Regions from separate parts of the Mus musculus genome. Here region 2 is linked to region 1. Evidence: chromatin contacts called from public promoter capture Hi-C data. All regions are on one chromosome and are shown on one strand. The core of a region is the stretch at or near the end of the contact, and the rest is flanking DNA. Distances in the headings are between cores, read along the strand shown. Region 1 overlaps Sdccag8 (serologically defined colon cancer antigen 8). Region 2 overlaps Akt3 (thymoma viral proto-oncogene 3).

Region 1 (6,173 bases), core at 2,713-5,212:
ACCCAGGTTGACCTCTCTGGGACCTTATTTAGTCTTCAAGCATAATGAATGCTTTAAGCACTTGACAGGATTAGATGAGATGATGTTTTGAAAAAAAAATGTCCCAATGCCTGTCTTATGGTAGGCATTGAGCCTGCGTGTTACCATTTTTATTTTAGGGACGGCACTGTGGACCTGCTGGGCAGTTTTCTTGTGCCTACGTCAGCACGGACAGAGAAGCTTGAGGATGAACTCGAGCCGTTCCTTACGTGTTTCCTTGAGTGAACTTGGCCAAGTAGCTTAGCTCTCTTAATCTCATTTCAGGGGAACTGAAAATTAAGCCAATACAAGTAATCCAATTTTCATTAATCCAAATCTGATACAATTCTTTCTCTAAAGGGACTTAAATGTTGCATTGTGTGTGCTTGCGTGTGCGTGTGTGTGTGTTACCCAAGCAAAGTACTTAGTTTCCCATTTCACCGAAGTCTCTGCATAATACCACTTCAGCAGTTGTGATGGAGATGCCGCAAACACGGTACCGTGGCCACAGTCACGCATGTATACGTGCTAAGGGCTAGCATGCAAGCACCTGTCTGTCCTTCCTTTGTCCTTCCTTCCTTCTCTCCGTCTCCGAGGCACCTCGCCTGCAGAGGACCTGCGTCTTTACTCAGCCTTCCCTCCTGGATCCTTTACAGCTTCTCAAGCAGATCTGAAATTCACGCCCAGGACAAAAACTTGCCAATGCACAATACTGAATGAGGGATTCATGAAACAATGAGAAGGGAGCTTCCTCATTATATTTTCAAATACTATAATTCATGTGTATGAAAGTGTGCGCACGGCTAAGCGGAAAGCAGGGATCGTCTGTTGTAGCTGTGGAACCACAAAGAAAAGTTTTGCTTTTCAGAACCGCTCTCTTGGGCGGGGAGATGGTGGAGTTGGTGAAGTGCTTACCGCGCAGATGTTAGGACCTGAGTTTGGATCCACAGCACCCACGAGATAAAGCCAGACCTGGCTGTGTGTGCCCACAGTCTCAGTGCTGGGAGGCTGGAGACAAAAAAAGATTCCTGGGGCTTGGGGGCTGGCCAGTGTAGCTGAACCTATGAGCTCCAGGTCCAGTGAGAGACTCTGCCTTAAAAAATAAGGTACATAGTGATGGAAGATGACACCAGGGCTGACCTCTGGCCTCAGCTTGAATATACACACATGTATTTATACACCCACATGCACATGCGTGTACACATACACATGCACACACACACACTACTATGCTCAGGAATACAGTCTAATGGGAAAAGTGACCAATTAATCATTACAATTACGTTGTAAAGTTAGTGTAAAACTAGGCACTCCTGGCTTCCTAACAATGGAAGACTCAAGAGACTAGCCACTCTCCCCACCATGTCCCTTTGAGTGGGAGGCTCTAGACAACAGGTCCCCTGCCTACCTGCCCATATTTGCATCAGTCCCCCAGCCATGTTACCTGCTGTGAGTTTGTCTCCTGCCTTCGGTGTGCTCTCTGAGCCACTCTGGTGTGTTAGTTCAGTCCATCATTTATCATATGCTTATTTGATCACCCCCTACAGTCCACACATTTTCTTAGTTGCTTCCCTTGACAATAGTCCATTGCCAGAATCCCTAATTTGTTCTATCTCTTCTACCCCTTCATGCAATGGTCAGTGTACTGGAAACCACTGTGCAGACATTTCCATCAAGCTCTCTCAACCTCGGCGTCCTTGTCTCTCCCTTGCCCCTGTCAAAGTTTAAAGGACTTACCTGATGTCAGTGCCTTAGACATCCAGCTGTGCTGCAGCTGTCTGTGTTACTTCTGGCTCTGCAACAGATGTGGATGGAGAAACTCCTGCAGTGTAATGCTGACTTCCAGATGGTGGGTGTGGGGGGAAAAGAAGGTGTGACAACAGGAGGGAGGCCTCAGGAAGTGGGTGACAGGAGGCAGCAGACAGGTCGTGGGCAGAGGAGCTAAATGATGGGTGGTAGAAGGAGGGAGGCTGAAGGAAGGAAGGAAGGGAGGGACGGAGGGAGGGATTGGTGTGTGTCTTGTAATAGAAACGGACACAGAGTTTACAATTAACAAAACAACTATCTGCGTATTTATTCTAAACACGGAGCACTCTTAGTATTCTTAACAGATTTATCTCCATATAAATAAGTACTATATTAGTTTTGTTAGCTTGCTACTAAAATTGGCTACTGCTCTTTGGGTCCAGATGACCTATAATTACAGGTTTATGATACGAATAATCATGAACTTGAGTTCTTAAATTACAGAAATTAAATGAAACTCTATTTGCCCTGTTTATTTTCCTGGACCTTTAATTATTCGTTCAGATTGTAATATGCACAAAGATACTTTGTAGTTTGTTATTAGCAAAGCTCTGTGCCAAGGAAGTTTTCAGACAACCTTTAATGTTTGAGACATAACTGTAAATCACATACACAGTTCTCTGTGATTTTCAGGAAAAGTCACTTAGTTGATCATTCTAACTTAGTATCTTCAGGGCTTCTTATTTTCATGTGGGTCAAGTATGCTATTTATGTAATTCAAGTGCAGACACCTGATGACTGTAAAGCTCTTACTTAACTGTAAGCTTTTGTTCAGTATTGACAATGTAAGAGTTTTTATTACCACATGTTAATTATATACAATAATGGGCCTCATCAGTGTGTTTTCATGCGTGTATATAACATATTTTGATGACATTTATCCCCATTAATGTCTCTGATTCCCCTGTTTTTTTTTTTTTGATATATGAACTAGTGAGTTTATTGGGCTTATTTATAGGGCACCAGTTTAGTGTTTCATGTATAGAAGAGTCCACGTGCTGGGGGCAGTGATGGAGCTCAAGCATCTCGCTCTGTCTCCACAGACACAGTGCCCAGGGCTGCATTCCTTCACTTTCAGTGTTAACTAACAAGTTAGCACTGAAAAGTTGGAAGCACTGAACACAGCTCAACCATTAAGCCTAAGGACTGGAAAATGTTTCTAATTCCAAGGAGAAATAAGGAGGACTTGGTGCTATCTACAGACTCCCTCAGAAAAGCCATTTATCCTAATTATTCATCCATATACTCTTGGAACATTTGGTGCCTTTTAATGAACATGTCCTTGAGGAACTTCTAGTCAAAAACCAAAGAGACAGCTAAACACAATGACCGGGTGTGATCAAGCGCCACGCCAGCGGTGTACAGAGGTGGAGGGTGATGAGGTGGATACTCAGAGCGTGCTGCAGGATTCCATGTCAGTGCAACTGTGAGAATACGGCCAGGGGCCAGGGTGGCGTGGATAGCAACAGTGAGAACAGACACAGGCACAGAGCAGGCAGGGAGTTCCCATGCACAGCAGCTAAGTAGCAGCCCCCTGTGTGAAAGACCCCAGCCGGCTATGTGCTGGGCACTGGCCTCAAGGAGGGATTCCTGGAAGACGGAGATAATTGCACATCTACCAGGGCTGATTCCTGATAGGACTGAGGAACACTCATTAATGGAGGCTACATGGGCAGTGCCAACAGAGGAACTGCAGAGAACTCCCTTGTTGACTGGGGAAGGGTCCCTCTTCCTCGCCTCCCTCTCCCTCTCCACCTCCCCTCCCTCTCTTTCTTATCCCTCTCCCTCTCTCTCCTCCCTCTCCCTCCTCTCCTCCTTCCTCTCCCCTTCTCTCCCCCTCTTCCCCTCTCTCTTCTTCCTCTCTGTCTCTTCCCTCTTCCTCTCTCTCCCCTCTCTCTTCTTCTTCTCCCTCTCCTCCCTCTCCTCCCTCTTCCTCTCTCCTCCCTCTCCCTCCCTCTCTCCTCCCTCTCCCTGTCCTCCCCCTCATTCTTTCTAATGGTTAATGATCATGTGGGAAAGGACCCAAGAGTTTCTGGTCCCCATTCTCCCTTTGAAAGGACTCCATTGAAGTCTGTACTGTAACATATTTGCTATCTCAGGGTTTCAAACAACCTTTAGACTTCATTGTTGACACCTTTCACTATTGGTTAGAGGCCAGGGAATGAATAGGAAGGAAAGAGGCATTCCAGGTTATGAGGTGAGCTGAGAAGGTAGAGAAGTGGATCTCTCCAGCCCACAGAGAAAGAGTGTTGAGCCCAGTAGCTGGTAGACAACAAACTAATGAAATAACTTCTTAATTTTCATATTCTCAATACTGTTGCTGAGACTCTTTGTTTCCTCTCACAGATGTTGATCCTGTCTCAGAATATTGCCAAGCTGGAGGCCCAGGTTGAAAAGGTCACCAGGGAGAAGACTGCAGCTGTCAGTCACTTAGAGGAAATTCAGAACCACGTTGCGTCTCAGGAAATGGACGTCACAAAGGTCCGAGAAAGTTTTGCTTTAATAATTGGCTTAAGTACATGTTTTCTTTGAAAACATTTTTCTTTTAAATTTATTTATTATTTTTATTATTGTGTGTGTGTTATGTGTATGTGTGTGGTGTTGATATGTGTATGTATGTATTGTATATGTATGTGGTGTGGTGTGTGTGTTATGTGTGTATGTGGTGTGTGTGTGTTACGTGTGTATGTAGTGTATGTGTGAGTGTGTGTGTGTTATGTGTGCATGTGTGTGTGTACTGTGTGCATGTGTGTGTGTTCTGTGTGCATGTTGTGTGATGTGCATGTGTGTGCTGTATTCAGGCACACGGGAGCACGCATGCTCGTGCACACACACACACACACACACACACACACACACACACACACACACCGTGGTACTCCTATGGAGGTCAGAGTCAATTTTCTCTTTCCACTGTGAGATCTACCTCTGGTTTCAGACCCTCTGAGCAATCTCATTGCATTGAAACCATTTTTCTTTTCTTTTTCTTTTTTTTTTTTTTTCTTTGCTTTTATTTTTCCCCTCTGTGTAGACTTGGCTCTCCTGGGACTCAGAAATCCAGCCTTGCTCTGCCTCTCAAGTGCTGAGATTAATGGTGTGGGCCACTGAAACTACTTTTCTTATTATCCAAAGCTCCATATGTCATTAGAAAGAAGTTTAGAATACAAAGTCTTTTTATTTTAAGAATAGTAAATGTTACTTTAGTGAGTCTGTCAACGGCCATTACTATAATCGCCTCTTCCTCTCCTCTTATTTTATGGTACTGAAAATCCAAAGCTAATTTGTAGCAAAAAATCAATTGGCAAAGACAGACTTGTGAATAGTTCTATTTAATTGTTGAATTTTTAACAAAACTTACCTGTCTAAGTTAGCAAGGAGTGATTCTTTTTCTGTAGATAGTATGAGCCCGGTCTTTCCAATAATTGCTTAAGGCATGCTGAAAGGTTTGTTTGATATAAGAAGTTTCCTCCTCTCTCTTCTGTTTCATATCTACTTTTAAAATCAACATTTTCTATTAAATTCTTAATTTCATCTTATATTTGGCATATTCTTATTTTATTGATTAAGTTATATATTCGTGCCTTGGGCCTCTCTGACCAGTGAAGTGAGAACTAAAACATATAGTGGTTTTAATTGATTTATTTTAAGAAATACTAGTTTGTCTGGATTTCAAGTAAGTCCCTTGACCAGTAAGAAAGCAAATATTTCCAAACATCATATATAAATGAAATCAATTCATTATCACTAAATTTATAGGTAATATTATAATACAATAATATATCTCCTTAAATTTTAATACATTTTATTCTATTGTTGTTTTAAATTAATTAATCATAATTTTTTTAGCCTTTACATTAATTTCTACTTATACAATTTACAAAAGGAGCTGTTTCTCTTCTCTCTCTAATTCTCCATTTACTTCCATCTGTCTGTTTGTCTGGAGACAGGGATGCAGATGGGTCTGTAGAAGAATGGACACACAGGTTTGGGGATGGAAGCCATGGTACTTGTTTGTGATTCCTTATAGGAGACACCTTTTAATGAAGTGTAGTGATGGAAAAAATGAGTTTGTCTCCACAGCTGCCCAACAGGACTCAGACTTCAGAGAGTGACACATTAGACTAAGTGACTTTGAGAAAACCTCCAGTCCTCAGATGATAATTCCGCCTCAGTAGAATGCCTAGACTTACTTTCGAGGTTTGTTGTAGATGAATACAGTAAGCAATGAGCTGAAAGGACTAAGAAAGTGAGAGTTAAAATTAAAGAATGAGGTGATTTTTAGAGGACTCGACTCAGACATTTCTCATGGAGTACATTTAGATAAAGTCTCTGTTTTTCATCATTGAGAA
Region 2 (7,068 bases), core at 115-2,614, 280 kb after region 1:
TATACCAAAACTCAAAATAAGCAATCTTTCTTATTAATTCTTCTAGCAGTTTCTTTTTTAATTAAAAATTCCTACAGAGTTTTAAAGGGGAAATTTAAAAACTGAGGCTCTCTCTTTTAGTCATTTCATTCATACTGCTATTCAACTTTTACCAAAAACTGAAGTATTCTTAAAAAAAAAAAAAAAACTTGGAAAACCTCTATATAACATCACTGTATCATTCAATTATCTGAGATGAAAGGAAAACATTTGAATAAATACACTTACTTCTACATATGTACCTAAGAGGATTCTAGATATTCAAAAATCTAAGACCTAATGCCACAAAAGGCCAAGGGGGGAAAAAAAATCAACTCATTAATGCTTGATGAGGATTCCAGCCATTAAAAGACACAAAAACAAAGAGAAAGAATATTATTTTTAAAAATAAGGCCAATGTAACTCACACCTCCTCTCTCTCTGTCTCTCTGCCTCTCTCTCTCTCTCTCTCTCTCTCTCTCTCTCTCTCTCTTTCTTGCAGCACAGGGAACATCTGGGTTTAAAGTTTTATAGAATTACTCAAGAAAATAAATGTGATATTAAGTTAATTAAGTTACTCTAGTAGTAAACTATAGAATAAATCAACCCACTTTCAAATGATAGTTTTAAGTGCTGCCCAGTTAAATTGTCAGTGGAATCATTAAGAAGATGGTAACTGAACTAAAAGATTACTAATCAAAAGTTTTTGTTACCAGTTAGAAATTCACATCAAACATTAATGAACTGGGTTTTCTACTGTCTTTGTAGAAAAGTAAGAAAGTTTATATTGCCATTTAAGAAAGTTTTTTTTTAAAGCTTAGACGTGAACAAGAGAAGGAAGAGGAAGTATTACACTCCTAAACTAATTAACAAAATCAGAGGAGGGGGACATGCAGGAAAACAATGATAATTAGTATGTACCCTTGGTTAACCAAATGCACACATACATTCATTCTGTATATGCACAAACATCAGCAGCATCATAAACCGTCTCCAGCTCTAGCTATTATTCAGTTCGACATCTGCACATGTTTATGCGTCTCTCCAAACAACCTCTTGAACACCCTGCTGGAGCTGTCATTTTTTTCTTCTCCCTATCTGGCAGATGGCAAGTCAACAATCGGCATCAACAGCAGCCGAATATCTCCCCCTTTACCGCCCCCCCCCCAAAACAGACACAATAATAACTTCTTTGTGCTTCCCTACAATGCAGCTGCTTAAACCATTTCGTTACAAGGCTGCTTTGCCTTAATAAAAAAAAAAAATCCCTTCTGTCAAGTCTAAAAAGCAGCATAATGTTAAGCAAGCTAAAGCCACAGCACAGCTGCAAACGGGCAGACACATTGACAGCTCCTCCCTTAACAAAGCCCTGTGAATTGAAGGGGTTCATCTGAGGCTCACACAGTAATTAGTATAAAAAAAAAGTCCGACAGCCTCTATTATGCTAAGGAAAAAAAAAAACTGGACAGAACTGGGCTGCTGTTTTGCGTCAAGAGTTCTGTTGCAGAGTAGATAAATCATGTTGGGTTTTTTTCCTCTCTTTTTAAAGACAGTAATAAGGAGGATGAGAGAAGCTAATTTGAAAACTTGGACACAGTAATTGTACCATATGGTGAGCATTTATCCTTTCTGAAATGCACGCTAACAGTCACTTACATGCATACTGCTTTGTTTTACAGTTGTTATTCTCTCTACCATATTCATAAAATGGATTTGAATATCTGATACCAAGAGAAGTTTTGTGTAATTAGCAACAGAACTGCCTAGGTTTAATTTATTGGCCTAGCACAGCAATCTAGTAAAATGCAAAACAAAATTAAACAATGAGTCCACTTTGTAAAGTGTCTTTCTTAACTCTTAAAAAAAAAAAACTTAACAAATACAAGTTCATTGAAGTGTTTTTAAGTTGTTAGTAATTCAGAAAATTCCAACAAAATAAAGTATGATAGTGGATAAGATTTCTACAGCAACCTCAGAGATAAGGCCTCCATGAGAATGACCTTTTACTAATCTCATCTGTTTAATTTCATTAATGCACATAGAACTCTCACTCATACATATTAGTAAACCTAGAAGAAACACTTCCTTCTATGTGCCCTAGAACTGTTTTGTTTTGTTAGAAATTCTGCTATTACATAGTACTGTGCCAAGCACTGTTCTAGACTGACAAAATACAGTATAGAATAGTTTTCTCACTCACTCACTCACTCACTCACTCACTCACACACACACACACAAATACATATATAATTTATGCTTGATATGTATAAACTATAAAAATATAAATAAGCATATTTATGCTTAGATATAGATACACTCTAATATTTTTGTCCACTTCAAAATTCTTTAACATCTCACTGCTTAAAAAAAAAAGACTTTAACAGCATTAATAAACTGTTATCAAGCTCTAACATCCAACTTTTCTTTTGACAAAAAAAATAAAAACCTAGAAAATTATGTTCCATTAGTTTACTGGTTTAAACACTGGTAAATTTACTTTAATGGGATCAATGTTCCTCTTCAGATAGTGTGTTTACCTAACTACTATCATCTATGTTCTAAACACATACTATTCAACTAGAACTCATGGGAATCCTCAAAGTTTCTAGGGAAGTAAAAGCAGCCGTCTAAGCGACTACAATTTGCTGCAAGTATCCTTCTGATCAATGTGGGGGACATTTAAAGTAAAATTTTTAAAGAAACATTATTCCAACAAACCTCCTCCCCAAAAAACTCTAACTAGACTACACTTTGAAATATATTTATCAGTGATAATACTATCCCAACACTCTAGAAGATTTGGCCTATTCTAGAAATTAGACATAATTATAGTCAGAAGAAACAAGGAACTCCATCCAGCAAATACCAACAATCAATTTCTATAATGCATTTCTACCTTGGCTTAAAAGACATAAAATTTATCCTTTACTACTGTATAGTAGCTTCCCTTAATGATACTATTACTGGGTCATACAATCATCTCTGTATATTGCTTTACAGTTTATTAAACACTGTCAAATATGAATAAATCTTAAAAGTTCATTATGTTGGATTACCACTGGTTTGTTGTTTTGTTTGGAAAATACTCACCAGCAACATTTGTGATCCTGTATATTTTCTATATTGGTAAATACAATTACAGTAACAAGATCAAGACAGTATTTGGTATTATACAAAAAAGGTATAAATCCACTAAAGGGATAAAATGACTTCCTTTCTAAAAATATACAAAGAAACATTATATAATAACTAATCTAGTATAATTGAATGTCAGAAAAATGAATAACCTTGTTTTAAAAAACATGTTAAATGCCCTACAGTGGGTAGAAGGAACTTATAGAGCTCACTTCCAGCAGGAAGACAGCACATCGGGTAAGGGAGGGGGTTGCCATCCCACAGTCAAAACTCTGACCCATAATTGTGCCTGTCTGAAAGAACTGCAGGGATGGAAATGGAGAAGAGTCTGAGTAAAAGAAGATCCAGCAACAGGCCCAAAGTGGGATCTAGCTCACGGGGAGGTCCAAGGCCTGACACTATTACTGAGGTTATGGAGTGCTCACAAAAAGAGACCTATCACAACTGCCCTCTGAAGGACTCAATAAGCAGCTGAAAGAGTCTGATATTTGCATTCAACCAATGGACAGAAGCTGCTGACCCCTATGGCTGTATTAGGGAAATGCTGGAAGAAGCTGAGAAGGAGGGGACCCTGTAGGAGGACCAGCAGTCTCAATTAACCTGGACCCCTGAGATCTCTCAAACACTGGACCACCAAACAGGCAATATATACCAGCTGATATGAAGCCCTCAACACATATTCAGCAGAGGACTGCAGAGTTTGGGTTCAGTCAGAGAAGATGCACCTAACCCTCAAGAGACTGGAGGCCCCAGGGAGTTTTAGAGGTCTGGTTCGGTTCAGAGAGGGCTGGAGGGTGTGGACATCCTTGAAGAGACAGGGGGTGGTGGGAGGAGGTATGAGATGTGCAACAGTGGGAGAGGGTGGACCGGGTGGATCGGGAGAGGAATATAATCTGGAGTGTAAAAAAGAAAAAAAAAGTAAATAAATAATTAAAAAATATCTTCTACTATATAAGTTGAAAGCATTTTGTTTTGAGGTTACATTTTTTTTGTAAAGGCTTTTTTGTTTGTTTAATTTATCTTATACTTATTTACTTTGGGGTAGCGTGTGGTGGACAGAAAACAACATGTGGAAATAAATAATAAGTTCTGTTTTCACAGGCTATCAGGTTTGGTGGTAAGCTCTTTAACTCACTAGGTCATCTCACTAGCCCAAGTTTATCTTTGTATATATGAAAGAGACATACGACGTAATTTTGTCCATTTTCCATAATAAAAATATCCTTGTAATAAAAAGTGACTGATCTCATCACCCACATAGAGATAAAAAGCAAGAGTTTGGCTTAACTTTTTTTTTAAAAAAAGTCAGGTTAGGAGTATATTTAAAGGCTGAAAGCTCCAATTAGGTATAAAACCTAAATTGAAAGCCAGCTCTGAAATTTTAATGGGATAATGATGAGTATGGCTTCTGAAACACTGAGGCTCCAGAATCTGATCAAAGGTTTGTAGGTAAATCTATCCATTTCTAAACTACCTAAAGCTGTTTTACATTTTGAGAATGACAAAAACTTCCAAATTTCATTGTCTACTTTCAAAGCTTTTGCTAAATGTTTGTCAAGAGACCAGATAACATTTTAAGGAGAATGTGCCCTTCATGTAAGAAATGTGTGACACCCTTTACCACAGGGATAAAGGAGGACAAACATTATAAAGAACAATGTTGAGAGAAATTTTCAAAGGACATAACTATAAAAAACATTTTAATTTTGACTTACCTTAATGTATACCTAAGAGCTCATATTAAATATAAATAAAGTCTTCATGTGGTGTACAAATCCAAACACAATTTATAATATGTGGGGTACTACTCTTAAAATATTTGTTCCTCACTGTGACAAAGTACTTAGGTAAGAATGCAGTGGTCTATTGGTTTGTTAACAATATTGATAAATGCATATGTAAGGCTTTGTAATGCAAGAAAGTTAACATTCACACTGACTTCCAGAGTAGAATTTTGAACAAGGTACCAGTATACTAAAAATGTTTACCTTTTATTAAGAGGCAAATTAAGCAATTAGCATATCTATCACAAACTCTCATACTGAAAGACTCAGAAGTCAAAAAAAAGCTTAGTATAATATGACATAAACTAACGAGAAGAAAAAAGTCCAACGTAAACAGTGCCCAAAGCTGGCCGGCCTCTTATCAGAGATCTACCCTGTTTTGCCTTTAACCTTACTGCTCTTTCAGTACTTTTGATCATGAGGAGGAGGAGGATGTGGACTAACAACAATAGCTACTGATGATGACCACAGATAGCAATGATGAGCTATTCATTGTAAGGAAACACACTACTCAAGGAATGGGATGCACTATGTGGCAGTATAGAGCCAACTTCCTGTAAGTGAGATATGGAAAGTGATAGAAAAGATCCCATTGTCTTCTCTGGGGCTCTGTGAGATCTGATGTCCATCACTTTCCTTGTCTGTCTCTCATTCGTCCCCCAGGCCAGTTGCATCTGTCCATGAATTCTCTAGTCACAAGCTCTTCACCACCAACTCCAAACTTGCTCTGAGGTTTTTATTCCATCATTAAATGATTGTCTGACCCTTCTGGAAATCCTACCCAAAATGCTAGTTTTACTTCTTCTCTAAGCTACTTTAGTGTTCTACACACCCGTCCTTCCGAGAGTTGTTGGGTCAATTGTCTATGGTTCAGTTTGTCTAGGGACAGACAAATCTACCTAAATCACAGGACTAGTAAGTTAGCCAACTTCCCCTAGAAAGGGCTAAGCTTGAATGAAGCAATAATCACTGACAAATCAAAGATACACAGGTAAGAAAAGGGATGGGACAAACCCAGACACTATTACTTATGTCAGCAAGATTTTGCTGACCAGATCCTGATATAGCCCTCTCTTCTGAGGCTATGCCAGTGCCTGGCAAATACAGAAGTGGAGGCTCACAGTCATCTATTGGATGAAACACAGGGCCCCTAAAGAAGCAGCTAGAGAAAATACCCAAGGAGCTGAAGGGGTCGGCAACCCCATAGAAGGATCAACAATCTGAACTAACCAGTACCCCACAGAACTGTGTCTCTAGTTGCATATGTAGCAGAGGATGGCCTAGTCGGATATCAATGGGAGGAGACGTCCTTGGTCTTGGGAAGATCATATGCCCCAGTACAGGGGAATGCCAGGGCCAGGAAGCAGGAGTGGGTAGGTTGGGGAGCAGGGCAGGGGGAGAGTATAGGGGACTTTCAGGATAGCATTTGAAATGTAAATGAAAAAAATATCTAAGAAAAAAAGAAAAAAAAAAGAAAAAAAGAAAAGGGGTGGGACAGTTGGAATTAGAAGAAATGTAAAAATTATGGGAAAAGGGATTGAACAGATTTCTAGTTGTGTTATTGGGTTCATCTTAGCAGTTGGAAAATTTACTACTAATAAAAAGGCTTTGCCACATAAATCATTAACTGTATTAGTAACAAAGGCCCAACTATATGTGTTTCATGAGAACTACTAAAGCATCCAAGCAGGACAAATTTGAGTATATCATTCATTATTCTAAAATATAACATGTCTTTTGTACTTCTGAGTTCTTCACATAAAATGTTCAGAAAAAAACATTAATATTGTAGAAGTAGTATACAAGTGATTGCAATATAATTACAATTTATTTTATAATCTTACTGTTAACAGTACTATACATTTGTAAGAAGAATCTGGTCTATTTGTTTAACTTTTTATTGATTTTTGTGAATTTCACATCATATCCCCAATCTCACTCGTCTATCTGGTCCTTTATATCCATCCTTGGTCCTTGCAATCCCCCTAAAAAAACCAAAAAATTAAAAATAAAAAATAAATTTTTCCATGGAAGCTGTGGTATGTTGCAGTGTCCCACACAGTATCCTTTTTTTTACCCAAACAGCCTTATTGCAAATGTTTATTGCAATGAGTCATTGCTCCTGTTTGAG

What was found. Promoter capture Hi-C pulls out the DNA fragments that hold promoters and counts their contacts.
Region 2: a promoter capture Hi-C map of the HPC-7 cell line shows a contact between it and region 1, with 3 times the contacts expected there. The contact joins two enhancer-like sites. A contact is called at or near these places in 10 of 39 promoter capture datasets (the C10 cell line, the HPC-7 cell line, cranial neural crest and 4 more), 1 of 15 datasets of contacts at CTCF or cohesin (pro-B cells), 2 of 484 Hi-C or Micro-C datasets (the HPC-7 cell line and cortical neurons), 3 of 115 datasets of contacts at active chromatin or transcription factors (differentiating embryonic stem cells, embryonic basal ganglia and embryonic forebrain) and 1 of 9 other capture datasets (embryonic tail).

What each region holds. Positions count from the first base shown.
Region 1 is chr1:176,870,394-176,876,566 of GRCm38.p6, forward strand. Sdccag8 (serologically defined colon cancer antigen 8) reads left to right here. Exons shown (of 18, transcript NM_029756.3): 11 at 4,171-4,305. Among named protein-coding and RNA genes, the nearest start is that of Sdccag8, 59 kb to the left of the region's middle. Within about 2 kb of position 3,963, at least 7 of the 459 cell types and tissues checked have an H3K27ac peak or open chromatin away from gene starts, as enhancers often do. A contact at or near this core is called in the HPC-7 cell line, where this site is marked.
Region 2 is chr1:177,149,352-177,156,419 of GRCm38.p6, forward strand. The region is part of intron 1 of Akt3 (thymoma viral proto-oncogene 3); the gene reads right to left. Among named protein-coding and RNA genes, the nearest start is that of Akt3, 96 kb to the right of the region's middle. Within about 2 kb of position 1,365, at least 80 of the 459 cell types and tissues checked have an H3K27ac peak or open chromatin away from gene starts, as enhancers often do. A contact at or near this core is called in the HPC-7 cell line, where this site is marked.